2 separate regions of the Mus musculus genome follow, and region 1 is linked to region 2. The links are chromatin contacts, called in public promoter capture Hi-C maps. All regions are on one chromosome and are shown on one strand. The core of a region is the stretch at or near the end of the contact, and the rest is flanking DNA. Distances in the headings are between cores, read along the strand shown.

What was found. Capture Hi-C pulls out chosen DNA fragments and counts their contacts.
Region 1: a promoter capture Hi-C map of adipose tissue shows a contact between it and region 2. The contact joins the promoter of Ush1g here to the promoter of Slc16a5 in region 2. A contact is called at or near these places in 12 of 39 promoter capture datasets (HPC-7-derived erythroid cells, the SN4741 cell line, Sertoli cells and 8 more), 2 of 15 datasets of contacts at CTCF or cohesin (the NIH/3T3 cell line and embryonic stem cells), 39 of 484 Hi-C or Micro-C datasets (the AML12 cell line, the C2C12 cell line, CD4 T cells and 26 more), 17 of 115 datasets of contacts at active chromatin or transcription factors (the SCID.adh cell line, SST interneurons, bone marrow-derived macrophages and 10 more) and 5 of 9 other capture datasets (adipose tissue, embryonic stem cells, liver and 2 more).

The regions. Positions count from the first base shown.
Region 1 is chr11:115,320,258-115,325,187 of GRCm38.p6, forward strand. Ush1g (USH1 protein network component sans) reads right to left here and starts at 1,661. Exons shown (of 3, transcript NM_176847.3): 1 at 1,436-1,661. The coding sequence starts at 1,599. Otop2 (otopetrin 2) reads left to right here and starts at 2,273. Exons shown (of 8, transcript NM_001362400.1): 1 at 2,273-2,364; 2 at 2,668-2,844; 3 at 3,129-3,474; 4 at 4,311-4,447. The coding sequence starts at 3,162.
Region 2 is chr11:115,460,326-115,465,425 of GRCm38.p6, forward strand. It overlaps Slc16a5 (solute carrier family 16 (monocarboxylic acid transporters), member 5), which reads left to right and starts at 2,148. Exons shown (of 4, transcript NM_001080934.1): 1 at 2,148-2,482; 2 at 4,589-4,732. The coding sequence starts at 2,284. It overlaps Gm11695 (a long non-coding RNA gene), which reads right to left and starts at 3,389. Exons shown (of 4, transcript XR_001780362.2): 1 at 3,024-3,389; 2 at 2,625-2,750; 3 at 2,379-2,490; 4 at 1,585-1,908.

The DNA.
Region 1 (4,930 bases), core at 411-2,910, 140 kb before region 2:
GGAAGAGGGCGGCGACCTGGCCACGCTGCTCTCCCTAGTTCAGGCTGCCCTACGGAGCTTTGCCCCCTCCCTCTCTAATGCCCTCCACATCTGACTCCAGCCCACCCAACTCTGCTGGCTTCCGTGGGAATCTTGCCTCTCTCGGGGTTTAGCACGGGGCCCTGCCCCACACCAATGAGGCCACAAGGCCAGCTCAGGTCTGGGGGAAGAATCACTCCCTTATCTCAACACCGCCCCTCCCCGCAGCTTCCCCCTCTGATTACCAAGTCTCTAGAACCTCAGAGCTTTGGACAGCTCTCTTTCCTTCCATACCTCCCTCCTTGCTCCTGCACGAGACTCCCATGAGCCTCTATGATGGAAGGGGCAGGGGATATAGTAGCAGTGTTTGCCCTCCTGGAGTAGGGCTCTGTCTCAGCTGTACCATTCCACACTGTCCCCACATGCTGCTAGACCGAAGGAGCAGACACAGAAGAAGAGGGGACCATGTCCCTACATATCCAGGGTCCCCTCCAATTCCATGATCAGCACAATCCCTGCCTCTGACCTTGACCCCTAGATAGAGCCTGAGACGTTCACATGAGACCTCTTGAGACATCCTTTTCCTGTCTAGGCCACACCAGTCCTACTAAACTGTTGGTGGGTAGGATATTTCCAGTAATGTGATTTAGTCCCCTTCCCCCACCCCAAACCACTTTAGTGACCCTGAATCTACGTTGCCTGACTCCTCCTCCAGACCCCTGGACTCTGTGCCCACCCTCCCTCCCAGGACAACGCCAGAGAGAGGATGGGGTGGAGGGCAGATGTCCTTTCTACACACTACAGTTCCCCACTCCTGAGTCCTGCAGAGGGGGAGGGATACAGAGAGTTAATCAGTGGCGGAACCAGTGACATTTGGTAGTGTGGACAGTGCCTGTAAACCCCAGAAGAGTGATAGGAAGGCACAGGTCAGGGTGAAGCCCGGTCCGTGGGAGCTAGCGGAGTTGTAGGGACAGCCTTTCTGGCTGCTAGACTGGGAAGTAGGCAGCGAAGGTCTTTCCTTCCTGGCCTCCCCAGTTCAAGGCCCCTGGAGATTTCCCAGCCTTCTCTCTGGTTCCCACCTACCTTTCACTCTTGCTTCCAGGCACCCTCCCCCCCCCAAAGTGTCTGATTTTTGAATACCTCTGCAGCCCCCATCCCATAATCATGGGTCCGATCCCCAAATCGAAGTTCCTCTCCTCTAATCCCTGCATCCAGTCCACAACTGTCACAAGCTCAGTTTATGTCCCTTCCACCTGTGTCTCTCTAAGTACAGCAGGCTGCACGGCCCCACCTTAGGGTCTGTCCGTAGGGGGAAAGGGCAGCTCAGGCAAGAGGGTAAGTGATGCCATGAGGTTTGGGACACCGGGTTCCAGGAAGTTCTTCCTGGTTTTCCTGGCTAGGCAGAGGGCATACTCACCCGCGGCTCACAATGAGGCGCAGAGACTCCAGGTTGCCATGGTAGGCAGCCCAGAGAGTCGGGGTCATGCCATCCTCGTCAGGGGCATTCAGCTCCTTCCGGGTGGCCTCCTTGAGGAGTTCCAGATAGCCATCCCTGGCGGCCCGGTGATACTGGTCATTCATGGCGCCCAAGTTGGACGGGACGGGCAAGGGGCACCGAGAATTGTCCCCGGACGGGGAGGACTGCCGGGTTAGGGCTGAGGCATGAGGTTGAGGGAAGGGGCTGGGCTGGGGCCTGGGCCGCCTGCCCCTGCTGCCGCAGATGGTGGATGCGGAGCGCCAGAGCCGCGACTACAGACGACTACAGACTACCGGGACATCTGAGCTGCACACCGGGGAAGGGAGGGGGGAAATCTCTCACTGCCCAGGGAGCCGCCCAGGAGCTTCCCCTGGGTCCTAAACGCCATGCTCTTCAGCACACAGACGTGACTCAAGTGAAATTCAGTTCTCTCGCTCCAAAAGCGCCCACTCTGGCGTTGCAGCCCTTGAAGCCCAATATAGGGACATTTAATACGGCCTAGACAGAACTCCGGGTGCTGGGTTCCCTGATTTCTTCACCAGTCAAAAGGACAGGTGAAAAGCTGACGAATAATGTGTGAGGGTGGGATGGAGAGGCAATTCTGATCTGGAGGACAGTGGGTCCAGAGGAGCAGGAGGACCCACCGCAAGACCTTCATCCGCAAGCAGGGCGCAGCAGTCCTGCGGTCAGCCTACACTCGTGGGGGGGGGGGGGGTGTCAAACAACAGTTCTCCAGCAGGGGGCGCTAGACGACTGCAGCCCGATTGAGGGCACCGCGTGGGAACCAGACTTTGCAGCATCCAACCAGCATCTCTGGGCAGCAGTAGTAGGGATACAGGAAGACCGAATTCGGATCACTCTGAGGGCAGGTGGGAAAAGAGGAACTGTTGTCCCGATCTCGGGACAGCAAGCAAGATCCAAAATTCCGTCCAGTTCCTGAGCTGCGACGGAGTCTAGGTGCAAGCGGGCAACGGGGGTGGGGGTCAGCTCTGCAGTCTTTGGGTGGGTGTGATCTCTGAGCACCAGGTTACAGTGGGCGCTGGGGGGCAGAGGACCCTCTGTGTACGGCAATATGGGGCCGTGCCCGAACCCTGGCAGCACCAGCGCGACAGGGTAAGGGAATCTTAACAGGTAAATATAAATCTCACCTTATCTGGCTTCCCTAAATTCAGCTCGGAGAAAAGATGGATCATGTGAGTGGGACTGAGAGGTTTATGGAGCCGAACTCTTGTGGCTGTAAATCACTCTGCCCTCTCCGGTATAAAGCACCGGTCCAGCCCGGCGTGGGAGAGAGGAGACGCTTGCTGCCCCTTGACCCCCAACTTGGTGTCGGCTCCCGGTGCAGCCAGGTGCGTGTCCCTGGCCAGGGGACTGTCAGATTTGGGGAGTGGGACTTTGTAAAGGATTCAGCCTAGGGCCGCTTCTTCTTCTCTCTGTACAATATTTCCAGGCCAGGTAGGGAAGGTACAGCTTTCAGATTTTCTCGTTTTCCCCAGTGCTTGGTCCAGCACCCTTAGTCCCCACATTCCGGGGTCCCCAAATCCAGGGATCACATGGGAGGAAAGGAGAGCCCCCTGAGTTGACTTAGAATCCTGTCCTTGCCCCCCCCCCGCCCCGACTTCGGACCTCGCAGTGATCCCTTCAACCTCCTCCAGTCGCCCCCACCATGTCGGAGGAACTGGTCCCGCATCCCAATGAGAGCCTGCCGGGGCCTCGGGCCAGCCCCCGTGAGGTGTGGAAAAAGGGCGGCCGCCTGCTGTCGGTGCTGTTGGCTGTCAACGTGCTGCTGCTCGCCTGCACGCTCATCAGCGGCGGTGCCTTCAACAAGGTGGCGGTGTATGACACGGACGTGTTCGCTCTGCTCACCACCATGATGCTGCTGGCCGCGCTATGGATAGTCTTCTACCTCCTCCGCACCGCTCGCTGTCCAGACGCGGTGCCTTACCGGGATGCTCATGCTGGTCCCATCTGGCTCCGAGGTGCCCTGGGAGATAGGGACGAGAGTGGGGTGGACACGCTGGGGAGCTGCAGTCTGGGACTCGTGGAGGACCTGCAGGGTGTGACTTTGGGGTAGTCAGGTGTGCAGTGCCCTGGGAAGGAAGAGCAAACATGGCGGAGGGCTTCCTGCGGGAGGAGGTCCTAGGGGTTAAAGGCCGGTGGAAGGAGCTTCATTGCCTTGTGTAAAGATTGGAGAGATAATCATAGAGAGAGCCTTTGTGAGGGGAAAAGCAGAAGACAATAGCAGCTGGCAAGGTCTGTCTAGAGGCCTTGCCCTTACCTGTACAGGGGGGGGGGCACATAGGATGTCTTTCCCAGTCAATCCTGCACCATGTCCCACCCACCTACTCATCTTTCAGCCCTTCCATTTGCCCACTTACCCACTCATCATCCGTTTATCTGTCCCCCATTCATCCATCCATCCACCCACCCACCTGTTTATGCTCTCTCTCATCCATCCACCCAGTGGTCTCTCAGTCCATTCATTTGTCTATCCATCTAATCATCTTTTCATTCTTTCATCTCCAGCCATCCACCCACCCAACCTGTTCATTTATCCATTCAACCTTCGATCCACCCATTCATTCATCTTTCAGACATACAGTCGCCCATCCATCCATCCATCCATCCATCCATCCATCCATCCATTCACTTGACCTCCTAACCTCTCCACTCAATCCATTCTTCCTTCCAGTGATCCACCCATGCCCTATTCCCACCCGACTAACCCCTCACCCTTCAGAACCTATCATCCACCCTGCAAGCCCCGTCTCCTGCCTCTCTGATACACCACTCCCCTGCTGGCCCCGATTCCCAGGTGGGCTGGTGCTGTTTGGAATCTGCACCCTTGTCATGGATGTCTTCAAGACTGGCTACTATTCCAGTTTCTTTGAGTGCCAGTCGGCCATCAAGATCCTGCACCCCATCATCCAAGCCGTGTTTGTCATTGTCCAGGTAGGTAGAAGGAATGTCCCCAAGCCTCATGTGCTTAGCAAGAGGTCAGGAGATCTGAGCCCTACACATACCCTGCCCCATCCCTGAGCAATTCAGCAAATGGCACTGGACTGTGGTAGAGATCATATGACCCCATAAATGAGGGGATACTGACTCACGAAGTGGCACCTAAATGTCAGCTTCTACTTAGGGGTGCTGTAATTTTAGTTCAGTCTAAGTGGTGTCAGTAATTAACACCCAAGAGGTGCAAGTTGTGACAGCTGGCCCTGTCTAATAGAACCTTGGATGTCTATGGGGGGTGTCAGTCTCCACCTACCGTTGTGCTGTAGCCATGACCATGGCTGGGGCTTGTTTGGTCTCAGCCATAGCTCTGAGTTTGATATTTGTTTAGGAGGCAGGGCATCCCGTAAGTTACAGTTTTTCAGACAAGTTCAAATCAATTTCTTTTCTTCTCTTTTTCCCTTTGTGACTCACTTCAAGCAG
Region 2 (5,100 bases), core at 898-3,397:
AGGCTCTCTCACTCTCTCTCTGTCTCTCTCTCTCACTCTCACTCCCTCCCTTCCTTCCTTTCTCCTCCTCCCCCTCCCCTTCCTCCTCTTCTTTTCCCTCTTCCTGTCTCCTCTCCCTCCTCTTCTCCCTTTACATTATTTTAATTAATTAACTAATTATTTAATAACAAAACCAGGCATAGCGATGCACACCTTTAATCCCAGCACTCGGGACACAGAGGCAAATGAATCTCTGAGAGTTTGAGGCCTCCTTGGTCTTCAAAGCAAGTTCCAGACCAATGAGGGATACATAGCAGGTTCTGTCTCAAAAGGAAAAAAAAAAGGAAGAAAAAAAGAAAGAAAAGAAAAGAAAGAGGCCTGGAGTTATGTCTTAGCAGTTATGAGCACTAGCTGCTCTTTTAGAGAAGCCAGGTTCAATTTCCAGACTTCATATGATGCCATACAACCTGCTGGAACTCTAGTTCCAAGGGTTCTGACACAATCTTCCAGTCTTCATGGGCAGGAGGCATACGTGGTGTGCAGACACACCCATAAGCAAAACAGCCCATACATTTAAAATGAAAATAAATTTTAATAAGAGACCAAAACCAAGGGCACACACAGCCGCAAGCTCTGACCAGGGTGCTGAATCATCCCAGCTCAGCGTGTTTTAAAAATCGTATGGGGTGCTGGTGACTGTGCCCAGAGCCTCACATTGCATGGCACATGCTGCCCCCCTGAACTGTATCTCATCTCCAGACCCCACCTGAGCATCTGTACTCCAAAGTTGGGTGTTATGCAGAACGCAGAGCTCAGAACAGGGCCTGGTCCACTTCTCCGTTTTAAAATTCTGGGGCCAGCTGGTGCCCCAGTGCTACAGGAGGCTGAGGGGAAGACGAGCGGGAGTGAACAAGAATCCTATACCCGGGCGGGCGACCATCCCTAATGAGATCTGATGCCCCCTTCTGGGATGTCTGAAGACAGCTACAGTGTGCTTACATATAAGTAAATCTGAAAGAAAGAAAGAAAGAAAGAAAGAAAGAAAGAGAGAGAGAGAGAGAGAGAGAGAGAGAGAGAGAGAGAGAGAGAGAAAGAGAGGGGGGGAAATGGAGTGAATAGAGAGCAAAGGGAACAGAGGAACAGAGAGAGAGAGTTTCCTATTTCTAAGGGCATCTGAAGTTCCCAGATTCCAAAAACAAAAAGGTAGAGAGGGGGCCTTGTGGGAACAGCAGCTGATACAGTCTATTGCTTTAAACCAAGACAAAGTCTCTTTCCACTCACAGACTGCCCACCACCCAGAGTTTGAAGGGACTGAGGATACCTGGGAACAGGGGAGTCAGAAAAGGAATGTCACTGGGCAGGGCGGGGGAGGGGAGAGAGGGGGCGGGCTTAAAACTGCTGGGGGTTCTGCATGAGGCTAGGTATGGGGCCTGGGTGATGGTATCGAACTGAGATAGGCCTGACTGTATCTGCATATATTTTGTGTGATTGGGGTGGGGGTTGGGGGGTAAATAGTGTGTGTGTGTGTGTGTCCTGGAGTGACTGTGGGACTGTACATGTATCCATGCCTGTCTCTGTACCTGTGTAAGTGTGTGTGTGTGTGTGTGTATACTCAGAAAAAGCCCCTTGCAGGCAACAAGATTCAGCACAGCTGTGGAGCCCCACTCTTGATCTTCCACACCTTGTAAAGGGAGTGTGGTAAGGTGGTTTCAAAGGCTTCTCTCTGCAAGCCTGCAGCTCGGCTGTCCTTGCTGAGCTGGCATCTGTGCCTCCTGTGCCAGCTTGCTCGCTGGTGGTGAGCTCAGGTTGATCTCCCGGTGGTAGGAAAGTTGGTGCTGGTACATGGGCAGCTCATAATGGAAGTTTGGAGACAGGTCCATGTCCACTTTGGGAGACACCAGCATTTTACCCGCCCACGGTCTGATCCTCCTGGAATAGTTATCAAATGGTTTCGAAGGTGCTCGTCAGATGACGTAATCCCTAGAGAGAATTCTGCTGCCCTACCTGTACCATTGGTCACTGCCTGCCCCACCCCTGCCACCTCCAGCCAGGCTGTCCCTGGAAATTGGGGTAAAGGAAACGCCAAGGCCACTGTGAAAGCTTCTTGTCACCTCCCAGGGGGCGGTGCCCCTCCTTGATACTTAGGGCTGGAGCATAAGGAAGAAGCTGTTTCAGTCACCCAGGTGGTGCGGCAGGTGGGCCAGAGGAGGGCTGGCAGCCTGCCAACCACAAGGGGCATTCTCTTCCCTTCCAGGCTGCGGTCACAAAGGACCAGTAAGGCTGTGGCAATACCAGTAACTGAGAATGGCCCGGGCCCTGGAACAAGCAGATGGCAGATGGGCCTGGGTGGTCCTCCTATCCTCCCTGGTGACGCAGGCCCTCACCCTGGGCTTCCCCACCTGCATCGGTGTCTTCTTCACTGATCTGCAGCGCGACTTTCAGGCCAGCAACAGTGAGACCTCGTGGTTTCCTTCCATCCTGGGAGCCATGGTCCACGGTGGGGGTGAGTAGCTTGAGGAGGAGGCGTGGGAAGAAGGGTCTGTTGGGGGGCTGGGGAGGGCGTGATCTTCCTGACTTACCACATCCCTCTCTCTGAAGTCATAGGCTTCCTGAGATCTGCTTGATCTGAGCAGGGCCTGGCTCACCTGGCTAGAGTCCCAGCTACACTGAGTCCTGTCGGGGGAGGGCTGTTTTGCATTAGGGATGGGAGACGGAGGGCCACCTGAGGCACAAATCCAATCCGTGATCCCAGAGTCCTCTTGGTGACTGTTCTGGAGCAGAGGCATTCAATGACACTCTGAGTGACAGCTGGTACTGGGACCATCAGACCCAGGCTGGGCCATCTCCCAGGACTTTCTATCCTACAGTAAGGAGACAACAGCCAGCACCCTGTCCAGCTCCTGTGTTAAGTGGTGACAGAGACCTCGTGGGTCCTGGAACTAGGAGCAATTAGGAAATATGTGGGGGTGTCAATTATTAGTCAATTAGAGATGGGCCTCGGTGAGAGACTGGAGACTAGGCATCCTGTGAAAACCCCAACTTACCAGCCAGCTTCGGGCTCACTACCCTGTTGTAGCTTCAGGAACATGTTGAGCCCATTGCTCACCCAGAGGGTTGGAGAGCAGAGGCCAGCAAGCACCAAGTGCCTCCGGGGACCGGGGAGGGGACTGAAAGCAGAGGACACAGGTGGCTCAAGATCCCCGCCCCAACTCCACTCCCTCCCTATGACTCAGAGCTCTTCCCAAGGTCACCTTCCTGAGGCGGGTGAAGTCTAGGAGGTGGGGAAGACTGTGTGTAGCTGCCGTCACACCCAACCAAAGCCTCCTTTCACTTGACAGTAGCCAGACAGAGCAGGCCGCTCAGCAGCAGAGTCGGCAAGACTGCGTGTGAGCACCAAGACAGTTATACTCTCTCCCTTTGATGTTCTCAGATCTTCACTGGTTCACACCATGCTTCCTCCCGTCGTCAAAGACACACATGAGCGTGCTGCTCTGTGTGCACACACTTTCTCTGCCCTCTGGCAAAGTAACTGGGGGAAACTCCATTGTATGTGTTTCCTGGGAGCAGGATGCTTGTGAATGTGAGCCTGTGAGATATCTAGGAGCAGTTGGCCAGTCCGACTGGTTTCTACTGGCCAGAATGTTGGATTAGTGAGAAAGTCACTGGGGTGAGTCAGGCCCTGCTCTACATGGAGCCGAATGTTTAAGTTTGGATTCAGGAAACTTCAGGTTGGCTTGCTTTAGTGGCTTCCTTCCTTCCTTCCTTCCTTCCTTCCTTCCTTCCTTCCTTCCTTCCTTCCTTCTTTTTCTCTCAGTCTTCTCCCTTCAGTATCTCTCAGACTCTCACTCTTCCAGCTTCTGTCTCTGTATTTCCCCCTCTTAGAATCTCTCCCTGTGTTATTCTTTCTCCCTCTCCAAATCTCAATCTTTCTGTCACTCCTTTCAATCTCTCTCTCTCTCTCTCTCTCTCTCTCTCTCTCTCTCTCTCTCTCTCTCTCTCTCTCTCTCTCTCCAAAAGAGCCAAAGGCCTACATACTGAACATGCTCTCCAGCCCTAGATGCAAGGATTGGGCGGTGGCTGGAACCAGCAAGCAAGGGGAGCAGACATCTGGTCTGATGTTCTCCCTAGCACTCCAAAGGTCAGAGTGAGGAGGTGCAGAGTGGTCCAGGACCCAGGTCAGATGTATGAGGTTGGACTGTTGGGGTGGGTGGAAGGGAAGGCTGGAGGGGAATGCTGAGATCAAATGTTCTAGGAGGTTCTTTCTGGAGCAAACCACAAGCAAGGGTGGATGTTCACGTAGGCTGCGATCCCAAACTGCAATTGTTCTCGGCTGAGGTTAGTGAAGGGCTCGCTATGCCCTCCACATGTCCTTATCATGGTTACACCGCTCAACAGCTAGTCCGACCACTCATACTGTAGCGGGAGGAAACTGAGGCAGCTTTGCTGGGACCACCTGGCCAGACTGTGGCAAGGTGGCGACCAGAAGCCATGCTATCAGATTTTAGTTATCTCTTAAGCCCCCGGCTAGTTCCTCTGAGCACCTCTCACCCAGCCCTACTGTGCCCTGACTCCACACCTCCTCACCCACTGCTACCTTTCTTGCCTACAGGACCCCTGTGCAGCATCTTGGTCAAACATTTCGGCTGCCGAGTGACCATGATGCTGGGGGGTGTGCTGGCCAGCCTGGGCATGGTAGTCAGCACCTTCTCTGGCTCGCTCACCCACCTCTTCCTCACCGCAGGAGTGATCACAGGTAACCATGACTCTCTCGAAAGTGCCGGGTGGGTGGAACTGCTTATAGTCTAGAGGAGAAGTCAGGTGTGGGGGCTGGGTACATAAGAATGTTTAGATACGGGCTGGAGAGATGGCTCAGCGGTTAGGAGCACTGACTGCTCTTCCAGAGGTCCTGAGTTCAATTCCCAGCAACCACATGGTGGCTCACAACCAATGGGATCCGATGCCCTCTTCTGCTGTGTCTGAAGACAGCGACAGTGTGCTCACATACATAAAATAAATAAGTCTTCTGGGTTTTTTTTTTTTTTTTTTTTTTGGTGGGTTTGGTTTTTTTTTTTTTTTTTTTTTTTTTTTGGTTTTTCGAGACAGGGTTTCTCTGTATAGCTC